Linked DNA regions of Mus musculus: region 1 is linked to region 2. Evidence: chromatin contacts called from public Hi-C data. All regions are on one chromosome and are shown on one strand. Each heading gives the region's core, a stretch centred on a gene start, on an enhancer-like site or on the middle of the called end of the contact. The rest is flanking DNA. Distances are from core to core; before and after follow the strand shown. Region 1 overlaps Ptpn5 (protein tyrosine phosphatase, non-receptor type 5). Region 2 has its middle 19 kb from the start of Tmem86a.

Region 1 (4,860 bases), core at 1,235-3,734, 79 kb before region 2:
TTGGGCAAGTCACATAAACTACTAAGCTTTGTTTGATGAACATTATTTCCTGGAGTCATGGTAAGGACTGTGTTTCAGAGTCTCTGGAAGGTAAACCAGTCTTGTGGAGGGGGAAGAGGAGGAAGAGGAGGAGAAGGAGGAGGAGGAAGATGAGGAGGAGGAGGAGGTGGTGGTGGTGGCTGTGGTGATGATGAGATTACACAGGAGACACCTGCAAAATCCAGCCCCTCTTCTACAGCTTGACGCCATAGGGGCTGTTCTTTCCCATGGGTCCTCCTGATGAAGTGGAGCGAATCAAAGGGATACTGAAGGGGCAGCTCTTCGTCTTTGCTAACGGCTGGGGCTCAATCCTGGACCACCAACTTCTCCTAACAATTTCTCTCCCACTACAGGAGTGAGAGAGAGAGCCAGGCTGCTGATGACTCCGAGGGAGGAACCCTGGACATGTGCTGTAGTGAGAGGCTGTTGGGTAAGTGTCCTCCACACTCCTATGACTCAAGAACTCAAAGTTGGGGAAGAAGGTACCACTTGACACAGAACCAGAGACCTGGCTGACTGTGAACTTGCTGTTCCAAGGTATCTGTATAGATGGGGATTTGTTGCTCAAACCCTGAGTGTCTTTCTGACCTAGTATCCTTTGGGGCAGCTCTGCCTCCTCTGGGAAGAAGAGCAGACAGCTGAAGATGTGCTTAGGGGTAAAAAGGAAGAGAGTAGGCCAGGGAGCCCAGCACAGAGAGCCGCTGATCAGTGATGTGTCAGTGAAGGCCTCGGGAGCAGTGGAGAAGATTTTAAACCAGATGCTATGGTCTGAGCTGAGGGTGGCCAAGCAGCATGCAGAGCTGCCTGTCAGTCCTGCAGAGAAGCCTGGTTAGAAATCAGAACCTGCCTTTGGAGTGCAAGTGACCACACATGCAGGAGTCTGCCCACCTGTTCAAACCCCTGTCGTAGCTGTCACCATGGAGACAGCCAGGGCACTGTGCCCATGGGGTGGCAGCATGGCACACCAGTAGGAGACCACATCCCTGGTCAAGGTAAACTGCATTCAAAGGAAAGGAGTAGAGAAGACAGAAGGTGGTTTTATTCCCTTTTTATATGTTTTAATTATTTTCCTCATAACAAGCGTCCGTTGCGGCAATGTTACAAAATAAAGGCAGGCGAAACCGATGAAAACTTGCCATACCTTTGTCAGCCTACGTTTTCATATCCTCCGCCCAAATGTTTGTTTCAAAAATAGCCTTTTGAATTCTAACTTTGAAGCCGCAAACCTGTGGTGTCTGAGAAACCTCATGATCGTGCAAGGTAAGACGTTCTAAAATGCAGTCTCTGTGTGACATTTAAGATTGGCATTGAAAAGAAACAAATATGACTCTGAAGTAGTGACTTCAAAATAAGCAATGACAGCATCCGCTGCCCACTGGTTCCCATGTCTTGAAAGCTCTTCTAGTAGCCTGGGCCTTTGGAGCAGCTTGCCCTTAACCTGTAGGGGCACCATTGCATACCATGATCTCCTGGTTAGAGGGATGGATGTATCTCATAGAAGACATCCTAGAGGCGACCAGAAGAGCTAGTTGGAAAGAAAGAATTGTCTGAAGGAATATGAAAGCTGGGTACCTGAAGGGCCACCGTGTGCTGGGAAGGGTGGGGTGACAGATCCATCCCTCATATTTTAGTGTGATAGCATAAGTCCAACATGTAGGCAAGAAAGATGGGGGTCCACGGGGTGAAGAACTTAGCTTCCTGACTTTCAGAGTGGTCCAGTCGTCGAGCTGATGATTCCAGAGGAGAGAAATGAGTGCCCCATCACTGGAGGCATTCAAGTGCTGGAAGATAAGCAACAGAGAGGAAATTTCCACAGTGGGTGGGAGATCTCAGTGACATCAAAGTCTCTTTCAACTATTAAACACTTCTGTGATTCAGATATGAGTCATAGAATTCAGAGATGATTCTACAACCAGAGATGACCCCACTGGCTAGAAAAATATCCATGGAAAGTAGGACATAATGTATAGGAAGCAGGGAGAAGCACAGTGTGAAGGGAAGAGCATGGGGCTTGGCATTTGGGTCTGACTATGCTATTTACAGGCTGTGTATTTATGGGCAAGTCATTTAACCTTGCTGGACCTGCCTCCAGCCCATCGTCTGAAAATAGAAAGAACAGCAACATGAATATTCATCTTCACAAAGGTCCTGGGGCAGTAAATAGATGTGACCCACTCATCGGTTCGGTAAGAACATTTACTGAGTACCTTCCATGTCTCAGGTACTGGATTGGGAGCTAGGACATAGTGGTAGATGAAACACAGTCCCTACCTTAATGAAGGTTCGTGGACGGGTTCTGTGCTGGGCCAATTCTGGAAAATGGGGCAGAGCCACAGCAGAGAGGCTACAGTAAGAAGCACAATACGTTTAATTCTAACTCTCCTCCCCCAGAGCCGGCAAACAATGTCGACTGGAAGAGATTAGTCATCTCCATCGAAGCTGGCACACTGCCTGCCTTATGCAATACTCAGGAAGTTGGTATCATTTACTGCCCCCATCTTACAGATGACAGGACCAAGGCCCAGGGAAGTTGGGCTTTCTTCCCAAATTCCCTTAGCTGGTTGACATTTGGTAAGGGAAGACTCAGTCCAGCCATTCCTGAGCCAATGACCTCGCCACTGCCCTGGTCTACCTCCATTGTCTCCATAGAGTCAGTGTTGTCTGTAGATTGAGTGAGAGAGAGTAAAGGGATGCTTGTCCCCAGGGAGGACTTAGGCAGTGTCTCCCTCTGTGTCCTACTTCTGGAAAGCCCTATCTGCCAAGGTCCAGAAAGGTGTGTGCCCTCTAGGCACCCATGATGCCAGGCAGATACAGTATTGTAATGGTTATTTACCTTCTGGTGACCATGAGCTCATGAAGGCAAGGCCCACTCTGTCTCACGTCTGTGTCCTCCATGCCCAGCATTTGTTCAGCCATGTCTCCATTTATTCACCATTAACTGAGCACCTACATGTGACCGGCTCTGTAATCGTTTCAGAAAATCTAATAGAAAGCTACACTAAGAAAGCACCTACCCCACAAGACTATATTATGTCTTAAGAGTGGGGCTTCAGGTCTGGAGAGATGACTAACCTGATAAGAGCACTGGCTATTCTTCCAGAGGGTCCAGGTTCAATCCCAGTATTCACATGGAGGCTCACACATGGTCTGTGCCTCCAGTTACTCCGTGAACTCTGCAGGCATGTAGTGTCGAGACGTACATGCAAACAAAAACCCATATACATTAAATCAATTACTATAAGGGAAAAAAGAGTGAGATTCTGGTCTTAAATCTGTCTCAGTCACTAATCAGAGAAGTTAATAACTTCACCTTCCTGGATCTGCTGTCTATAAAGTGTCAAGATTAATCTTTGCAGGGCTAGAGAGATAGCTCAGCAGCTAAGAGCACTGGCTGCTTTTCCAGAGGAACTGGGGTCATTTTCCAGAATCCACTTGGCAGCTCATAGATGTCTGTGACCTCACCTCTAAGGGCCCCAACACCCTCCCAGAGACAGACATGTAAGCAAAATCGCAATGCACATAAAATAATGTTTTAAATCAAGAAAATAAAACATTTTTAAAAGATTAATCTTTGGTGCCATACAGGATTGTTGGATGGCTCGGTGGATTAATAAAGAGCTGAGATCATCCATAAGTATCCACTGTAGAGGGAAGATAGGCAACTCGTAGGGAGGGGGAACCATGGGCCAACAGTGGAATGACCGTAGAAAAAGATGAAAGCGAAGCAGAGGGAGGTGGGGAAGAACTGGAAGGTGGTTTAGCACTGTGATTGTGTGGCGCTGATCCTGGTGTGAAATCTATTGCCACAAAGGCTGGTCATCCAGATTTGCTGACCTAAATGGCAACCTGGACATAAAACAGATGAATGTACAGAGGCCAAGAGCACTGGGGTGCTGGGCCTCCGAAGAACCCATAGACACTGTGAGCAATTGCATAATGATAATAGCAGTATAAGAATACAGCCCTAAGTAGTCTCTCTCCCTCCCTACTGCCTTCCCTGCTGGGCAAGATACAGGCAGAGTGAGGGCCAGCCAGGCTGGGTGACTCATCCATTCCCACACAAACTTCAGAGTGGGATGACACGGCCAACACTCAGAGCCTCGGTCACCCGGACCTGAGCCGGCATGAGGCAGGTCATATAGACCTCTTAGATAGCGTTCCCTGGAGTGAAGATGTCTTTAGGCATCACAAGCAATCCAGGAAGCCCACAGCTGCCTTCAAAGCGGGTAGGCTGCTCACACCCTCCAGGGCAACTCCCACGTGCGCTCACACACTTTGTGTTTGTTCTCATTTGACACAGCCGCATGCTCCCATACACACACGCACATGCCCACACAGTCGCCCGAGCACGTGGCCCACCTTAGACTCACAGGGCCCTGTGGGGGTGGACACGCACCTCCGGAGGACATACACACCTGCATGTCTCCTTCCTCTCGCATGCTCAGCTTGCTCAGCTCTGCAGTGACATCTGCCTTTATCCACTTCATAAGCTCCCTGGCAACTAAAAGACATACCAGCCCTCTCACTCTCTCTGGGTCTCTCCTGGGACTGCACCCTGACCTCACATATGTGCACCAAGATCAGAAAGCACACTCCTTCCCCCTGCATCCCCTCTTCCCCTGCCATTTAGCACTCTTGATTGCAGGGACCATGGTTGATACTTGGTGTAGACCTGTCACTCCATGCTTGCACAGACATCTTTTCTTCCCCCCAACACGCACACTTCTTTTTAGGTGGTCACTCTCCTCTCTCCCACTCCCCTCGCATGCTGGCTTTCCTTGCTCGCAGTCACCCAAATGCATTGGTACATGCAAACCCACA
Region 2 (4,479 bases), core at 1,121-3,620:
AGCCCTTGTAGACGTTTGCTTTGAGAAAGGATCTCATCAAGTTGCCTTGAACTCTCTACATTAACCCAAGCTGACCTCAAATGTAGGATTCTACTGTTTCAGCCTTTTGTGTAGCTCTGCTCAGGAGATCATAAATATTCTCATAAGAAACTATGCCTGCTCGTGCATTTGGACCTGAGGGTTGATAGTGCTCAATTGGTAAAGCACTCGCTGGGCAAGCTTGAGGAGCCACTGTGTGCCATCCCAGAACCCATGTGAAATGCCAGGTGCTCTGGCTTACGATAAGAAGTTCAGCACTAGGCAGGCAGAGACAGTGGAACTCACTGACCAATCAGCCTACTCTAACCATTGAGCTCCAGGGCTCACTTTCTCAAAAAGCCTAGGAAGATAACTTGGCAGTTAAGAGAGAGCACTTGCTGCTCTTCTTGCTTGGTTTCCAGCACTCACAATTGGCCATAACCCTGTCTTAGGGGGTCCAAAGCCATCTTCTGGCCTTCACTAGCAACAGGCACGCAAACACACACACACAGTTCATGTGCACACACTCAGGCAAAACACTTATCCATATATACAAAAATATACTAATATTTTTAAAGAAAAAAAAAAAGAAGGACATCTCCTGACATGACACTCAGGCTGACTTTGGGCCTTCACATGCATGTGCATGCATGTGCATGTATATGCACATGAACACATATGCACATGGACACATATGCACATGAACACACACAGGGGATGAGGGTGGCGGGGGGTGGGGGGGAGCCAGTATTCCCCAAGATTAATCAGTTCTAACAAATAATTAAATGTCTGTGTTTGTTTGGCACAGAGATGTGGCTGACTTGGCAGGGCACTTCCTTAGCATACATAAAGCCCCGTGTTCGATCTCAGGCACCACATAACCCTGGCACAGCGGCACACACCTGTAATCCCAGCACTGGAGAACTGGAGGCAGGAGAATCAAGAAGTTCAGGGTCACTCTCAGCTACCTAGTGAGTTTCCACTCATCTGGTGGGAAAATGTTTGTTATAGAAAACTGAGCTGTTTGTTAAAGGTCACAAGCTATGTCTATCAGAAAAGGTTGAATTTACCCACCAGTTTGTAGTAACTAACTCTTTATGACTCCCTTATGTTGCCTGACGACTAGTGGTGTCACTTGTAGGTTGCCTGACTAGTGGTGTCACTTGTTTGGGACAGGATCATGAAAGCTGCCCTCACGACTTGTGATGTCCACGCCATCTCATTCTTTCGGGGATGTTACTTACCTCCAGTGGTAATGCTGAGGTAAATTAATTATATCATTTTATTGTCTGCTCTCATGTTAAATTATAGGCTCCAGAATAGTTGAGAATAACAGATGGTGGGCCGTGCCTATCATCCCTGCATTTGGAGGTTGAGGCAGAAGGAAAGGTCAGGTTGAAGATCAGCCTGGGCTGTATAGAAAGACCTCATGTCAGGATTGGAAGCGGGATGTAGGAAGCCAAGCACAGTGGCTCACACTTTAATCCCAGCACTCAGGAGGCAGAGGCAGGTGAATCTCTGTGAGTCTGAGACCACCCTGGTTTACAGAGCTAGTGCCAGGACAGCCAGGGATATACAGAGAAACCTGTCTGGGGGGGTGGGGGGTGGGGAACATGGCAAGCAAGCTAGGCACATGCCTTTTAATCCTCACACTCAGGAGGCAGAAGCAGGTGGATCTCTGTGGGTTCAAGGCCAGCCTGGTTGACATAGTGAGCTCCAGGACAGACAGCTAGAGCTACATAGTAAGATACCATGTCAGAGGAAAAAAAAAAAGGATTGGGGATTTGGGGGTGGGGAGCATCAGTGTATCATATTTAATATAGAGCCTGGCACACAGTACTATTCCTAAATGAAATTATTCCATTATTTGCTAGTGGTTGGTTTGTTTGTTAGTTTGTTTGTTTGTTTGTTTTCTTTTTCCAGACTAACCTCCATATCCAAAAGCTCTCAGATATAAGAAACTTTGTCTATTCAACACAGAATCCCCATACCCTGAGCCAGGTATGATGGCACACACCTATAATCTCAGCATTGCTGAGGCTAACGCTGAAGGATCACCCATTTCAAGTCCAGGCCGGATCCTCCACTGTGAGACTCTGTCTCAAGCCTCACTCCAAGCGGGAGGGGAGATAATTCCACTGCCTAGAAAGTTCTCAGTGATGTTTTAATACACACACAATTGAATTCATTAAAATAGGGAGCTAAAGTACTGAGAGGCAAAGTTATGAGACCAAAGTTGTTCCACAAATGACTGGAAGAACCAGGGTTTGCTGTCAGATCTAGAAGGTTCTAAGAATCCAGATGTTATCCCCAGCTGCCTCCCAGAGCTGCACAGGGGATGAGCATGGCTGCATTGCATCAGACCCTCTGACTCAGTGCTTCTCAGCCTGACTAATGCTGTGACCCTTTAATACAGTTCCTTAGGTTGTGGTGACCCCCAGCCATAAAAATTATTTTCTTTGCTATTTCATAACTGTGGTTTTGCTATGGTTATGTATCATAATGTAAATATCTGTGGTATCCGGTGGTTTTAGGCGACCTCTGTAAAAGCACTGGTCGATTCCCAGTGGGTCTCGGCCTGCAGGTTGAGACCCTCTGGTCTAACTGCCTTTTTCTCTTTCCCAGAAACTAGGCCATGTTTCTACAGCTGACATACCCTTGCTGTAAAAGCGAGAGCACCTCAGATGTATGGAAGGGGCAAGCCCAGCCCTCCCACCCCCACCCCCAGCAACTACAAGGTAACACAAACTAGTAAACAGCACAGTTTTTTAAAAAATAAAATAAAATAAGGAGATCGCTGAGGTGCCAACTGTCAGCGAGGCTGCCTGGGCCTAATTACGGCTAAATTTTAAATGTCATTTTTGACAGGAAGTTTCTAAAATGTAAGTGGAAAATGCTGTGGCAAATGGCCAAGTAGTACAATTACTCAGTACATTTGCATTTTTTAAAAAAAAGACATAAAATGGTCCTTTCAGCCGGGCAGAGAGGTACACGCCTATTATCCCAGTGCTTGGGAAATGGAGGCGGGTCATCCACAGCTATGTAGCAAATCAGAGAGACCAGTCTGGGTTACATTATAAAAACAAAAACCAAAAAGCAAAAAAACTGGATTTCCCTGACAAATACTTAGAAGGAATCTCACAGCCAACCACTGGACTGAACTGGGGGGAGGGGTGTCCCCGATGGAGGAGATGGAGTAGGGACTGAAGGAGCTGAGGAGGTTTGCAGCCCATGGAGGGAACAACAGTGTCAACAGGCCAGACTCTATGGAGCTCCTGGGGACTGGACCACCAACCAAAGAGTACACATGGAGCGACCCATGGTGCTGGCTACATTTGTGGCAGAGGATGGCCTTGTTGGACATCAGTGGGAGGAGAGGCCCTCAGGCCTGAGGGTGTTCAATGCCCCAGTATAGGGGAATGCCAGGGCGGGAGGATGGTAGTAGGTGGGTGGGAGAGCACCCTCATAGAGTGAGGGGAAGGGGAGAACAAGATAGCGGGGTTCTAAAGGAGAGACCTGGAAAGGGGGAAACATTTGAAATGTAAATAAAGAAAATATCCAAGAAAAAAACTGGTTTATAATATGCTCACCTCAGCAGATGCTGGCGAGGATGTGGAGAAAGAGGAACACTCCTCCATTGTTGGTGGGATTGCAAGCTTGTACAACCACTCTGGAAATCAGTCTGGCGGTTCCTCAGAAAATTGGACATAGTACTACCAGAGGATCCCGCAATACCTCTCCTGGGCATATATCCAGAAGATGTCCCAACCGGTAAGAAGGACACATGCTCCACTATGTTCATAGCAGCCTTATTTATAATAGCCAGAAGCTGGAAAGAACCCAGATGCCCCTCAACAGAGGAATGGATACAGAAAATGTGGTATATTTACACAATAGAGTACTACTCAGCTATTAAAAAGAATGAATTTATGAAATTCCTAGGCAAATGGTTGGACCTGGAGGGCATCATCCTGAGTGAGGTAACCCAATCACAAAGGAACTCACACAACATGTACTCACTGATAAGTGGATATTAGCCCAGAAACTTAGTATACCTGAGATATAAGATACAATTTGCAAAACACATGAAACTGAAGAAGAACGAAGACCAAAGTGTGGACACTTTGCTCCTTCTTAGAAATGGAAACAATCACCCATGGAAGAAGTTACAGAGACAAAGTTTGGAGCTGCGACAAAAGGATGGACCATCTAGAGACTGCCATATCCAGGGATCCATCCCGTAATTAGCCTCCAAACGATGACACCATTGCATACACTAGCAAGCGTTTGCTGAAAGAACCCTGATATAGCTGTCTCTTGTGAGACTAAGCCGGGGCCTAGCAAACACAGAAGCAGATGCTCACAGTCAGCTATTGGATGGATCACAGGGCCCCCAATGGAGGAGCTAGAGAAAGTATCCAAGGAGCTAAAGAGATCTGCAACCCTGTAGGTGCAACAACA

The links. Hi-C and Micro-C count contacts between places; a contact is called where the count stands out from the background.
Region 1: a Hi-C map of bone marrow-derived macrophages shows a contact between it and region 2, with 45 read pairs. The contact joins two enhancer-like sites. A contact is called at or near these places in 6 of 39 promoter capture datasets (the 3T3-L1 cell line, the HPC-7 cell line, cranial neural crest and 3 more), 2 of 15 datasets of contacts at CTCF or cohesin (CD8 T cells and the NIH/3T3 cell line), 6 of 484 Hi-C or Micro-C datasets (B cells, Th1 cells, bone marrow-derived macrophages and 2 more), 3 of 115 datasets of contacts at active chromatin or transcription factors (CD8 T cells, bone marrow-derived macrophages and pancreatic cancer cells) and 3 of 9 other capture datasets (adipose tissue, liver and pancreatic islet).

The regions. Positions count from the first base shown.
Region 1 is chr7:47,108,330-47,113,189 of GRCm38.p6, reverse strand. Ptpn5 (protein tyrosine phosphatase, non-receptor type 5) reads left to right here. Exons shown (of 14, transcript NM_001163565.1): 2 at 393-469. The coding sequence starts at 445. Gm14377 (a long non-coding RNA gene) reads right to left here. Exons shown (of 4, transcript XR_003946769.1): 2 at 3,112-3,212; 3 at 2,311-2,383; 4 at 122-1,820. Among named protein-coding and RNA genes, the nearest start is that of Gm14377, 15 kb to the right of the region's middle. Within about 2 kb of position 2,484, at least 72 of the 459 cell types and tissues checked have an H3K27ac peak or open chromatin away from gene starts, as enhancers often do. A contact at or near this core is called in the NIH/3T3 cell line, Th1 cells, bone marrow-derived macrophages and 1 more, where this site is marked.
Region 2 is chr7:47,029,497-47,033,975 of GRCm38.p6, reverse strand. No RefSeq gene overlaps it. Among named protein-coding and RNA genes, the nearest start is that of Tmem86a, 19 kb to the left of the region's middle. Within about 2 kb of position 2,370, at least 69 of the 459 cell types and tissues checked have an H3K27ac peak or open chromatin away from gene starts, as enhancers often do. A contact at or near this core is called in the NIH/3T3 cell line, Th1 cells, bone marrow-derived macrophages and 1 more, where this site is marked.